Linked DNA regions of Mus musculus: regions 2 and 3 are each linked to region 1. A link is a contact called in public promoter capture Hi-C data. All regions are on one chromosome and are shown on one strand. The core of a region is the stretch at or near the end of the contact, and the rest is flanking DNA. Distances in the headings are between cores, read along the strand shown. Region 1 holds the start of Cwh43 (cell wall biogenesis 43 C-terminal homolog). Region 2 overlaps Slain2 (SLAIN motif family, member 2). Region 3 overlaps Fryl (FRY like transcription coactivator).

The links. Promoter capture Hi-C pulls out the DNA fragments that hold promoters and counts their contacts.
Region 2: a promoter capture Hi-C map of the C10 cell line shows a contact between it and region 1, with 5 times the contacts expected there. The contact joins the enhancer-like site here to the promoter of Cwh43 in region 1. A contact is called at or near these places in 6 of 39 promoter capture datasets (the C10 cell line, cranial neural crest, hematopoietic stem and progenitor cells and 3 more) and 3 of 9 other capture datasets (adipose tissue, liver and pancreatic islet).
Region 3: a promoter capture Hi-C map of hippocampal neurons shows a contact between it and region 1, with 3 times the contacts expected there. The contact joins the enhancer-like site here to the promoter of Cwh43 in region 1. A contact is called at or near these places in 21 of 39 promoter capture datasets (the 3T3-L1 cell line, 3T3-L1-derived adipocytes, the C10 cell line and 12 more), 1 of 15 datasets of contacts at CTCF or cohesin (the NIH/3T3 cell line), 2 of 484 Hi-C or Micro-C datasets (bone marrow-derived macrophages and stem cell-derived epiblast-like cells), 2 of 115 datasets of contacts at active chromatin or transcription factors (embryonic basal ganglia and fetal liver) and 4 of 9 other capture datasets (adipose tissue, embryonic stem cells, liver and 1 more).

The regions. Positions count from the first base shown.
Region 1 is chr5:73,404,235-73,408,162 of GRCm38.p6, forward strand. Cwh43 (cell wall biogenesis 43 C-terminal homolog) reads left to right here and starts at 1,844. Exons shown (of 16, transcript NM_181323.2): 1 at 1,844-2,170; 2 at 3,903-3,928. The coding sequence starts at 2,128.
Region 2 is chr5:72,943,840-72,947,767 of GRCm38.p6, forward strand. The region is part of intron 2 of Slain2 (SLAIN motif family, member 2); the gene reads left to right. Among named protein-coding and RNA genes, the nearest start is that of Slain2, 31 kb to the left of the region's middle. Within about 2 kb of position 1,947, at least 6 of the 459 cell types and tissues checked have an H3K27ac peak or open chromatin away from gene starts, as enhancers often do.
Region 3 is chr5:73,118,834-73,122,761 of GRCm38.p6, forward strand. Fryl (FRY like transcription coactivator) reads right to left here. Exons shown (of 63, transcript NM_028194.2): 10 at 3,380-3,548; 11 at 3,031-3,123; 12 at 985-1,083. Among named protein-coding and RNA genes, the nearest start is that of 1700071G01Rik, 36 kb to the right of the region's middle. Within about 2 kb of position 1,683, at least 15 of the 459 cell types and tissues checked have an H3K27ac peak or open chromatin away from gene starts, as enhancers often do. A contact at or near this core is called in hippocampal neurons, where this site is marked.

The DNA of each region.
Region 1 (3,928 bases), core at 594-3,093:
CATCTCATCAAGAGTGTGGAAGTCAGAGAGCATCTTGTTAAGAGTCAGTTTCCTTTTCAATGATGTGGATCCCAAAGATGGCCTCAGGCCGTCAAACCTAGTGGCAAGAACCTTTATCTACTGAGCACTCTCACCAGCCCTCTTTTCAGTCTTTTGAAGCAAAAATATTTCCATTTTTTTTCTTGGTTCATTTTTGTTTATTTTTGAGATGAAGGTTTGCTTTGTTGCAAAGGCAGGCTCAGACCTCCTGGGCTAATGATCTTCCCTTCAGCCTCCCTAGCTACCTCCTCCCCCCACCATAGGGGCACGCTGCTGCACCTGGCTGAAAGCTTTTAATCTCAGAGGACATCCGTTTATGTATCATTTCTCTCTTGTCTCTTACGCTTTTGATGCTGGACTGAGAATCTATTGCCAAGAGTTAAAACCACGAAGATCTATTCTCTTTCTTTCGATATTTTTTTCTTTAAAAGCATCCACGGCTTGATGTAGTCTTCTGATCTTTGTATTAGTTTGTGCTTCTGTTGCTGTGATAGAACATCACGGAAACAGTCAAGGAAGAGTTTATTTGGGTTTGCAGTTCCAGAGTGAGAGCCCATCAAAGGAGGACTTGTGGCGGGGAAGCCAGAGTGAAAACCGCAGAGAGCACATCTTCAACAGAAATCATGAAGCAGAGAGAGCAATCTGCATGTCTGGAGATGCCCACCCCCAGTGATGCTCTTCCCCCCAGGAAGGCTGTACCATCTCCCAAAACAGCGCCACCCACTGGTGACCAAGTATTCAAATATCTGTGATTGGGGGGAACGTTTTCATTCAAACAACTACAGAGCCTCTTTGAGTTGGTGCTCGAACTTGTGTGGAGTAGGGCTTCGACTTGATCCTTTCCCACTTGGGTAGTTAATTTTTCCTGTGGTCATTTGCTGGGAAAAGTTTTCCTTGTCCTGTGTAACTGTCTTGTTAAGGTTATTTAAAAAAAAAAAATCACTTGATGTCAGGTGATAGGGTTCTAGAGGGTCTGTTTTATTCTGTAAAAGTATCCATCTGTCTCTGTGCTCAAAAAGCGACCAGGAACTCTTAGTTCAAGGCTGCTGTGGATTTGTAACCACGAGCATTTTGAGCTATTTCTTAAAATTTAGGCACCCCCACCATAGTTCACTCTGATATTTACTTTGGTTTTTTTTTTTTTTTTGGTTTTTTGTTTTGTTTTGTTTTGTTTTTTGGTTTTTGAGACAGGGTTTCTCTGTATAGCCCTGGCTGTCCTGGACCTCACTTTGTAGACCAGGCTGGCCTCGAACTCAGAAATCTGCCTGCCTCTGCCTCCCGAGTGCTGGGATTAAAGGCGTGCGCCACCACGGTTTTTCTCCACTCTGATATTTACAAGCTCCCCCACTTCTGTTGGTTTTTGAGATGACACTGACAGTTCCTGAGTTGTGTTTACTACCAAAGCAAAAAAAAAAAAAAAAAAAAAAAAGGTAAGGGGTAGGTGTGAAGTCACCTTGGACTGAAGATGGAGGCTCCCATTACTCCCTGCTTCAGAGCGAGTCTCCAGCTCTCTTCTCAGACTCAAGCCCCAGCATCTGGGAATCCAACCTGCTCACCCCGATTCTCTGGTCTCCAGTTCCTAAATGCTGGGGATTTAAGTATGCACCACCACAGCATGTCTATGCAGCACAGAGGATGAACCCAAAGTCGGGTGCATTTGAGGCAAGCACTCTACAAACCTCTCTGCGTGGACTTAAATTAAATGATGGCATCGCCTGTTTGGGTTGTTCCCTTCCTCCGGGGGCGGGGAAGGGGTGGCTCCATCTTCCATGTGTTCTCTCTTAGCGGGTAGAGGGTGGGATGGGAGCCTGCAGACTTCATTCGGGCTGGGTGGCAGGTTTGGAGAACGCAGGCTGCACTAGGGTGGCATGTCCCCAGCAGCGCTGAAGGCATGGGTGGCGTCGGGCGGGGCGGCGCGCAGGTGTGCCAGGGAGGAGGTGCCGCACCCTGCCAGGACTCCTGCTGCCGCCTCAGACCCGCGAGCTACTCGGGGACACCGAGCAGGCAGACCGGGCGGACCCCGCAGGAAGCGCGGGGCGCACGCGGGGCGAGGGAACGGTCCTCTCGGCTTTCCGGGTGGTCGCAGTCATGCCAGGCCTGTGGAGAGCAATTGCCCTGGAGACCTTGCTGGGTAAGTCGAGGCTGTCCTGGCGCAAACTGGCTGGGCTTGTTCCCCGCCGGGGTGACAGAGCCGGGAGAAGAGGCCGGGCTCCGGGAATGGAGATGCTTATCTTATCTTCCACCCTGGATGGAAGCGAAGGAGACCAGACCAGATAGAGGTTCCCTGGCCCGGGTTCGGCAGCTCCCGCGCCGCCCTGGGGTTGCATGGAGAATTCTCCCTGTGTCTGCGTTGATCTCGTGCAGCCCTGGACCGTGACCTTCAAGTCTACCTCAATACAGTTTAGTATGGACTTAGCTTTCCCAAGGAAAGGTCACCTGTAGGTGAGCGCCCAGGGCAACTGTCTTTGGCTCTGCCTCCCTGTTTGAGCGATCTTGCTTGGTAGCTGCGAGTATATTAGTGTTTTTGCCAAAAAACGTGCCTGCTTCTAGTCTCCTGGGCTCATTTAGCACAAAGTAGCAAGGATTTAGTATTCTGGTTCTATGGGAGATGTATACTTAAACTTTGAGTTTAATGTACTTTAAAAGGTAAACTTGGGAAATGGCTTAGTCCTGCAGTTCATTTGGAAGCAAGCATCTTTTGGGCCTGTGGAGGGCGCTCTCCTGAGAACGAGAGTTTCTATGGGCAGTCTTGTCTCAGGAGGGATTGAAACTCTCATTTTTTTTTCCTGCCTTCCATCGGTGCCTAGTAAACTGGGAGGTGTGAAGTGAGTCACTCTGCGTTCCTCCAGGAGGCTTGATCTCATTCTGAGAACTGTGAGGTGGCCTGCAAAGGGACTTGGGAGAAAGTTAAGTGCACCGCTGAGGTCTAAGCTCCCTGTGATATTTAGTCCTGGGGCAAGCCAGGCAATCACTGAACTTTCCGGTTCTCAGAGGTTTGCATTGTTGGTTTGCCCCAACTGTTTCAGCTTTGGGGGGGGGGGGGAGGGAATAAGGTGTATACATTTACCTCCTAGGATGTGGATTATATGAGGAATAAAGTTATCTGGTTAAAACCCAGCTCAGCCTGGCACAGGGCAAACGCCGCTGCCTTAATTATCATTATTGTCTAAGATCACACAGCCTGTGCCCTGTTTCACTCCCCAGCCCTGCCCAGTGAGGGAGTTTTATGATGGTCTACTCACAAGTAAAGTCTGTTGCTTAACTAAAGGGCTCGAGGCTGTAAGTTGGGGTAGGGTGGAGGGAACACTGCTTCTTTAGTTTTATGACATATGTATGTCAGACATATGTATGGGACAAATTAGGTGAGAGTATTTTATCAATCAGAATCCTGACAGGAAGCGGGTTTCCTTCTCTGATGGTACAGCCTATGCTATCTTATTAAAGGGACCATCAACAGGTATAGACACGGTTTTCTGACTACATAATTATGGGAGATGAGGTGGTGACAGACTCACAACAGCCTGTCTGTCCTCCATCCTGCCTGCTGGGGAGGGAACTAAGTCTCTCTGTCCTCCACCCTGCCTGCTGGGGAGGGAACTAAATCAGTCTCTCTCTCTCTCTCTCTCTCTCTCTCTCTCTCTCTCTCTCTCTCATACCATGTGGTTGCTGGGATTTGAACTCAGGACCTTTGGATGAACAGTCAGTGCTCTTACCCACTGAACCATCTCTCCAGCCCCAGGAACTAAATCCTTAAAACAACCCAGTTGGTGCCAGAGGCAGGACATTCAGAGCTGAGTGGAGTGTCAGGCTGTATAGTCAGGAACTCCGCCAGACTCACATTCTCTCTTAAACGCTTTTCCTAGGCTACGTCTCCTGGTCTCTCTACCAC
Region 2 (3,928 bases), core at 697-3,196, 460 kb before region 1:
ACCAAAAAAAAAATAGGGAGTGGCCTGGATTTGGCTTGCAAGTATGGTTCTCAGTTGTTGGTTTAAAATAGAATAGGGACATTTACCAGTTACTACCTATCAACCTAGATTTGTGAGATGAAATAAGGCTGCTATATCTCAAAAGTAGCAATTCTGAATGAGAAGTTCTTTGTTTTATTATAGCAAGGGTATTTAAGACTAAGAAGTGGGAGGTGAGTGGTTTGTGTCTGCAAATCTAGTATAGGGTGAAGTGGAAAGATAGAGTTCAAAGCCATACTGGATTGTATATTGACTCTAAACAAGCCCAGAAACATGACTGGGGCAGTGAGGGGGTGAAGAAAGGACAGACGTACAGACACACATAGAGAAAAGCTAGGGTCAGGTGGGCTGATGGAGCTATACCAACTGTGTGAAAACCTGGAACCCCAGCTTTTACCATGTACAGCGAGGGGAGGGGCTAGCTAGTCTTGGTAGGAGGTCTTTGTAGGTGAGCAGTCTTGGGCTGTAAACATCAGGGAGAAGATAGTTGTAGTACTAAATTTTGTACTTGTCTGTCATTCCTAAACAGTCACACTTAGCTACAGTATCATCATTCACACTCAGCCATCCCCATGGGTCTGAGCACCTGGCAGTGCTCATGTCAAGCAATACACATTCATTCACTCTTTACAAGTTCACTGAGGACCTCCTCAGCTCCCACAAGGAAACAGACTGGGAGTCGGGAGGGGAGAAGGAAAAAAGAAATTGGAGGGGCTGGAGATGGCTTGGTGATTAAGAACTCTTGACTGCCTTTCCAGAAGACCTGGGTTTGATTTCCATCACCCACATGGCAGCTCACAATTGCCTGTGACTGTAACTCAGAGGATCTGAGTTTCTCTTCTGACCTCCAAGGGCACCAAGCATGCACATGGTACACTGACATACATGCAGACAAAATACCTATTCATATAGTAATGATTTTAATTGTAGAGGTATGTAAGACTTTAACCAGAATGTAAGACTCTTAATCAGACTGCATGCTATCAAGTACTAGCTCTGTTTAACAGTGTTTACATTATAGCTACATGCACAAAACAAATTATCAAATTATATAGGTATAATGTATTATTTGAAATATGCATGTAGCATATATATATATGTGTGTGTGTGTGTGTGTGTGTGTGTGTGTGTGTGTGTGTGTGTGTGTGTGTGTGTATGTATGTGTGTGTGTCTGTGTCTTAGTCAGGGTTTCTATTCCTGGACAAAACATCATGACTAAGAAGCAAGTTGGGGAGGAAAGGGTTTATTCAGCTTACACTTTCCACATTGCTTTTAATCACCAAAGGAAGTCAGGACTGGAACTCAAGCAGGTCAGGAAGCAGGAGCTGATGCAGAGGCCATGGAGGGATGTTACTTACTGGCTTGCCTCCCCTGGCTTGCTCAGCCTGCTCTCTTATAGAACCAGGACTAAGACTACCAGCCCAGGGATGGTCCCACCCACAAGGGGCCTTTCCCCCCTCGATCACTAATTGAGAAAATGCCTTACAGTTGGATCTCATGGAGGCATTTCCTCAACTGAAGCTCCTTTCTCTGTGATAACTCCAGCCTATGTCAAGTTGACACAAAACTAGCCAGTACAATCCTTAAATCTTTTTGAGGTAGTATCTCACTGTGTAGACAAGGTTGGCCTTGAACTCAGAGTGCTTCACCTGCCTCTGCTTCTTAAGTGTTGGGATCAAATGTGTGTTACCATGCCAAGCTACATTTAACTTATTAATGGAAAAAATAACCAGTTGCAAGTTTGAAGTTTGTAGTATTGAACTCTCCTGTTTACAAGATTTTTTTAATAGAATTTTTCATAAGGCAAAACTTACCTAGAAATTTGAGAGCTTGTAGTCATCTTGTTCTGGGGATCCCGTGTTTACCTTTCCAGCTGGGATTGTAAGGTGGCCAACACACTCGTCACATGTACACAGACACTAGGCTTCTAAGCTCTAGCCTCATGTTTGCACAGCCAGCCCTTACCTACTGAGCCAGCACTCTCCAGCATCTCCTTCGAGTTTTTAATGGAGGCTTAATTGCAAAAGCTTGATTGGAGCATGGACTACTATGTCAGAGGGCATGATAAACTTGTTAGGAAGCCAGCAAGACCCCTTCTGAAGTAGAGATCTTAATCTGTCAGATAGCATAGGTGAATTTTTTTTTTTCTTTGTAGCTAGCTCCATGATAGAAAGGGAGGGAAATATTAGAATTTCTAGATTGACCTACAGGAAAACAAATTCTGATTTCTATCTCTTGAGCTGGGAGGTGATTTATAAGGTAAGAACTATTTATAAAGTCAGAATATATTTAACATCCTGGAGGATTATGAGTAATAAAAGGATGAACGAGATATGAAGAAATAGAAGGAAGCAGCAGGGGTGATTTCTATGTTTTTCCACTTGTGTGGCAGGACATGTCAGCAGTTGTCTCAGTTGCTCTATTGCTGCAAAGAGGCATTGTGACTAAGGCAACTTATAAAAGAAAGCATTTCACTGGGGGCCTGCTTACAGTTTCAGATGGTTAGTCCTTGACCATCATGGTTAGGAGCAATGGAGGCAGGCATGGTCCCAGAGTAGTAGCTGAGAGTTTACAAAATATTACCTGAAAGTTCAAGGCAGAAAGAGAGAGAAACCTCAAAACCCACACCCAGAGACACCCCTTTCCAACAAGGTCACACCTCCAACAAGGCCATACCTCCTAATCCTTCCCACATGGTTCCATAACTAGGATCAAGTATTCAAACATGAATATATAGAGGCCATTATTATTTAAACCTCCACATCAATCTACACGAGGGATGCCCCCATCCCAGAGGAGAAACTGACTTTAGCAGAAAGACTGTAAGTTGGATTTGGTATGCTGACTCTAGGACACACTGGCCATACCCATGGGGAAACATTGACATTAAAGCCCAGAGGAAGAAAGCTTGGGACTGAAAACAAATAATGGCAGCCCTTGGCGTATTGATGGCCATTAATGTTGTGAAGAGCACAGAAGAATAAGGCATGCTGGTGTTTAGTAAGCAAATATAATAAATTAGAGGAGATTGAAATTAGCAATTGTGCTTCTGCTCAGGTTGACATTTCTATGATCATACGCATAGCAATACATCACAAATATGTATAGCTTGTGCTATCTCACAGAGAATATGTATACAATCATGTGATCTAACTAGACAGAAAAATGTTTCTTCCTCCTCCCCGTCCCTAAATCGCCCACTGTTCTGTCAGAAGGCAAACCAGGACTTCAGCCATCTCATTTATTTTTCTTTATTCATCTTCCAGTTTTTAATGTCTATTCCTTTTTAAAATTCATTTTCTAGTCACTGTTTATTACCTAGTTTAGTCTATTTATTAGGTTTCCTCTCTGATATGATTGTAGCACAGTGCTCTTTGCTCAAAACAATAACAACAAAAATAACAACATCCCCCCCAAAAAAAGAACCCCAAAATATTTTTTTTTTTTTTTTTTTTTTTTTTTTTACCTTCAGATACATGAAAATTATTTATTTCAAATATCTTCCAAAGTAACAATCAGAAAGGAAAGGGTTTGCTTTTTGCTAAATTCTTTTTTTTTTTTTTTTTTTTTTTTTTTTTTTCCATTTTTTATTAGGTATTTAGCTCATTTACATTTCCAATGCTATACCAAAAGTCCCCCTTACCCACCCACCCCCACTCCCCTACCCACCCACTCCCCCCCTTTGGCCCTGGCGTTCCCCTGTACCGGGGCACACAAAGTCTGCGTGTCCAATGGGCCTCTCTTTCCAGTGATGGCCGACTAGGCCATCTTTTGATACATATGCAGCTAGAGTCAAGAGCTCAGGGGTACTGGTTAGTTCATAATGTTGTTCCACCTATAGGGTTGAAGATCCCTTTAGCTCCTTGGGTACTTTCTCTAGCTCCTCCAT
Region 3 (3,928 bases), core at 433-2,932, 290 kb before region 1:
TCATCCAGTCCCCACTACAGTGCTTCTGAACAGAGCAGAGCAAGGTCAGCATGGCATTAGAATCCCAGCTGACTGCGGCCAAGCACGTGACTGCAGAGGCTTATTTTCCAAACGCGTAAAGTGACCAGCGATGACCACAAATGTCCGACGGAGGCGTGTGCCAAAGAATGTGGAGCATTTAGGGCCATGTCTGCCACAAGTAAGATTCATGATTATTTTCGCTTCAGTGTAGATGGTCAATAGTTGGCCAGTTCTCCACACTTCGCCTAACTGCAGGAAAATGGTGTGAAGCACATGGGTTTACTGGGGGGGAAGAAAGTGCCATCGGCCTCAGAACGGAAATGACGAGACGGCACAGGGAACGGTTCTTAAAACATGATACTTTTGAATACAATTGTATGGTATACAATAAAAAAAAGTTATGGTTTAACAGAAAACTATATTCAACATATAACATAATATAAAATTTAAGACACCTGTCAAGACAGGGAAACAAAATATTTAAAAAACAAAACAAAACCAAAAAAAAAAAAAAAAACAAAACCCCAAAAACAAAACAACAACAAAAAGACAGGGAAACACTGGGCAGGAAGTCTAAAGGACCCATTAAACAAAGAGGCAGTAAAATAAGACTGGCCAGCTACAAGACAGTGCTCCAGTTACAACTCAGCAGGCAGGAGCCTCATACTTACTCAATAAACTCTGTCTCCCTCCCTTCCCCACTCTCTTCCATCTCACCTTCTCTCTCCCTCCCTCCTCTGCCTCTCTGTCTCCCTTCCTCCCCTTCCCTCCCCCCCCTCCATCTCTAACAGTTTGCCCCACCCCCGATAATAAAAAGTAGAAAATCTAAAATGTGCAAAGTCTGCCCTGTCCTGGGTATTTTACAAGTTCACATTTTACACTTCTCCAATCTCTACCGGGGCCATAAATCAATGACTAAAACACCCAACGGAGCACACAAAGGTTTGAAACACTTCTCCGTACCAGCGAATGCTTCTTTCTGGAACTAAGTTCAAATGTAGTCTGATACAGCATCTCCACAAAATTTTTCAAACAGGGGACATTGACTTCATTTTTAACAGCCTAGGGAAAGAGTTAAAGACAAACAGAGATGAAAAACAAACAAACAAACAAATAAAAACAGTCAGTGCCCATAAACCCTAAGAGCCTTATGAGATCTGTCTGCCAAGTCTGAAGTAAGTTAATGATTCACTGAGATTTACATACAAGTCTTAGGTACCAAATGTTATAAAGTAAACCTGGTCCCTGGCCTGCTGGAACCAGCAGAGGATGCAATCGAGCAGATGGGAGGTGAGAATGCAGGGTAGGTGCACAAGGACAAGCCCGGCTGTGCTCCGCAGAGAGGCCTTTGGAGGGACACTGTGAGGAAGTGAGCACTAAGCTGAACCCAGCTTGTTTATTGAAAAACCTCCTGCTTAACCCTTCCAGCCTCAGCCCCTACAGCTCTGCCCCTGGGAGATGGGACACGCCGCAGCATCTTCCCGGCTGCCTCTACAACATCTCAGGGTACCCAAACTGGATGTCGGAGATGCTCTTTCCCCAGACGGAGCATGTCTTTCTCCCTTAGTGTTTGTTGGCTCAATTGTCACTCTCTCTCTCTCTCTCTCTCTCAAGATGGAACTTACATAATCATACTCTATTTAAGAGTTCAGCTCCCCTACCCTCAGCCAATCCTTCCTTCTGTGTGCCCACGCAAGTTCTTCATGGTACCTGCCGCGACATGACACCCTGCATATGCTGCATTCAAGTTTATTCTCTGCTTGCATGCCAGAAGTAAGCCCGAGAGTCATATAGAATACTTCCCAGCTTGCTGGGGTCTATTTCCTATGCACAGATGAGTCCCTGATACACACAAGACAGTATACAACGAAGGACTAAAGACAGACCAGCCAGGCAAAGAGGAGGAGGAGGTCATTCAAGACATAAGATGTCCCAGGATAGTGGCAGCCCTTTCACAAGGGGACCAGGGCTGTGGGTTGAAGCATGGCCCTACAAAACTCCTCTGTAGACTTTCTACCCAACATACTCAAGAGTGAACGGACCTGGGGAAGTCACTGCAGATAACAGATGACAGTGGCAACTGATTTTTTAAAAAATAAAGATAGCCTTTCCTGTTTGTTAATAATGTGAATCTAGTTTATGGGACTAAATACAAGGCTGAGAGATGACTGTTACTGGTAAACCTTTAATTCACAGCTGTTATTTGTACCCATTAAAAAAGAATCCTTCCTAATTTAGTGGTAAGCTAAAAGGAAAGGCAGGTTTCAATACTGTGGCAACCACTGTCATTCATTTCCCAATATCTTAACTTTTTAAAAAAAAAAAAAAACAATCTTAGCTGGGCAGTGATGGTACACGCCTTTAATCCCAGCACTCGGGAGGCAGAGGCAGGTGGATGGATCTCTATAAGTTTGAGATTATCCTGGTCTACAGAGTGAGTTCCAGGACAGCCAGGGCTACACAGAGGAAACCCTGTCTCAAACAAACAAACAAGCAAAAACCCAACCAAACCAAACCAAACCAAACCAAAACCAAACCAACCAACCAACCAAACAAACAAACAAGCAATTTCCCGGCCACCCCACCTCTCCTACGTGTGTTTCCAAAGCAGTGCATGAGCATGCCAGGCAATTCATAGAAATGCACAGGCCACCAGACCATGAAAGAAAGTGGAAGCCAGAGCGGTTTTCTTTCTCAACATGAAGATAAGCCTGTTCACTAGTTATGTCGAGAGAAATTTGAATAAAACACAATTAACTTTCATATCTGGCCAAGACCAAAGGAGGATAGATTTGCCCTATTGTCTACAATAACTGGAAAATAATCAAAATCTATAAAAGGATTCACAAGGCTATCTATACCCATCAACATAACAAACTGACCACTCGGGAGTGGGGAGCACAGGGGGTGGGGCCAGCAGGGGCTCACGCCATTGCAAGAGCTTTCAGGGAGGAAAGGGAGGCAGGCCTTCGTATGGCGCATGGTACTAAGACATAGGTCTGTACTTACAGCGGCTACGGGGATAAGGATCTCCACGAATAAACCAGCAAGTGCGTGCTTTATGTCCTTATCTTTTACTTCTAAGAAATACTGAGCGCATTCCTTGAAGGGAAAGGAGGGATGTTTAGACTGACAAGAGGTTGAAGAATTCATAATAATCACATTTTCAAGAACACTTGCTTATTTTAATCACAAAGCTAAGGGCAAGATGGCCTGAAGTGAGGACAAAGTTACTCTATAGCAAGGATAGTCATCACATGTGAAAAAAAAAATCAGTAATAATGGCCTTAACAGGAACGAGAACAGATAGTTTGGGGCTCACTGTAACTGCCAGCCCTGAGGGTGGGAGGACTGTCACCTGCATGAACTGAAAGGATGCTTCGAAATCTTCCACGGGATACATCTTCACTCGGAAGAACTTCATCCCCATGATCAAGCTGATGACGCTCTGGACCACGTGTGGGCTCTGCTCCTTCTGCCGCAGCTCTTTCAGCTCAGTCACGAACTTCTTCCTCACAGCCTGGAACCTGTAATGTACGCGGAGGCATCACGGACTTGAGTCAGCCCCACCCCCACCCCCCTCCCCGCTTAAATTAACCCAAGTGATCTTTAAGGTGAGATCAAAGGATCTTTATCCGGAAGGACACATACTCTGCCCTAATCATAACGAGCAGAGAAACTCACTCAGGAGGATGGAACTATGCTAATGTGCTCTGGGTTTATTTCAAAGCCAGTGCCTCTGAAAGAAGAAATCATACAGGATATTTTCTTATGTCACTGTTGTTTATTACGGACAATACAACAGCACTAAATCATGTCCTCACAAATTATCATCATATGAATAAGGTTATCTCCAAAATTTAAAGCCCTTTTCTAAGTTTCCTCTGACAGTTACATAGGGGAATAG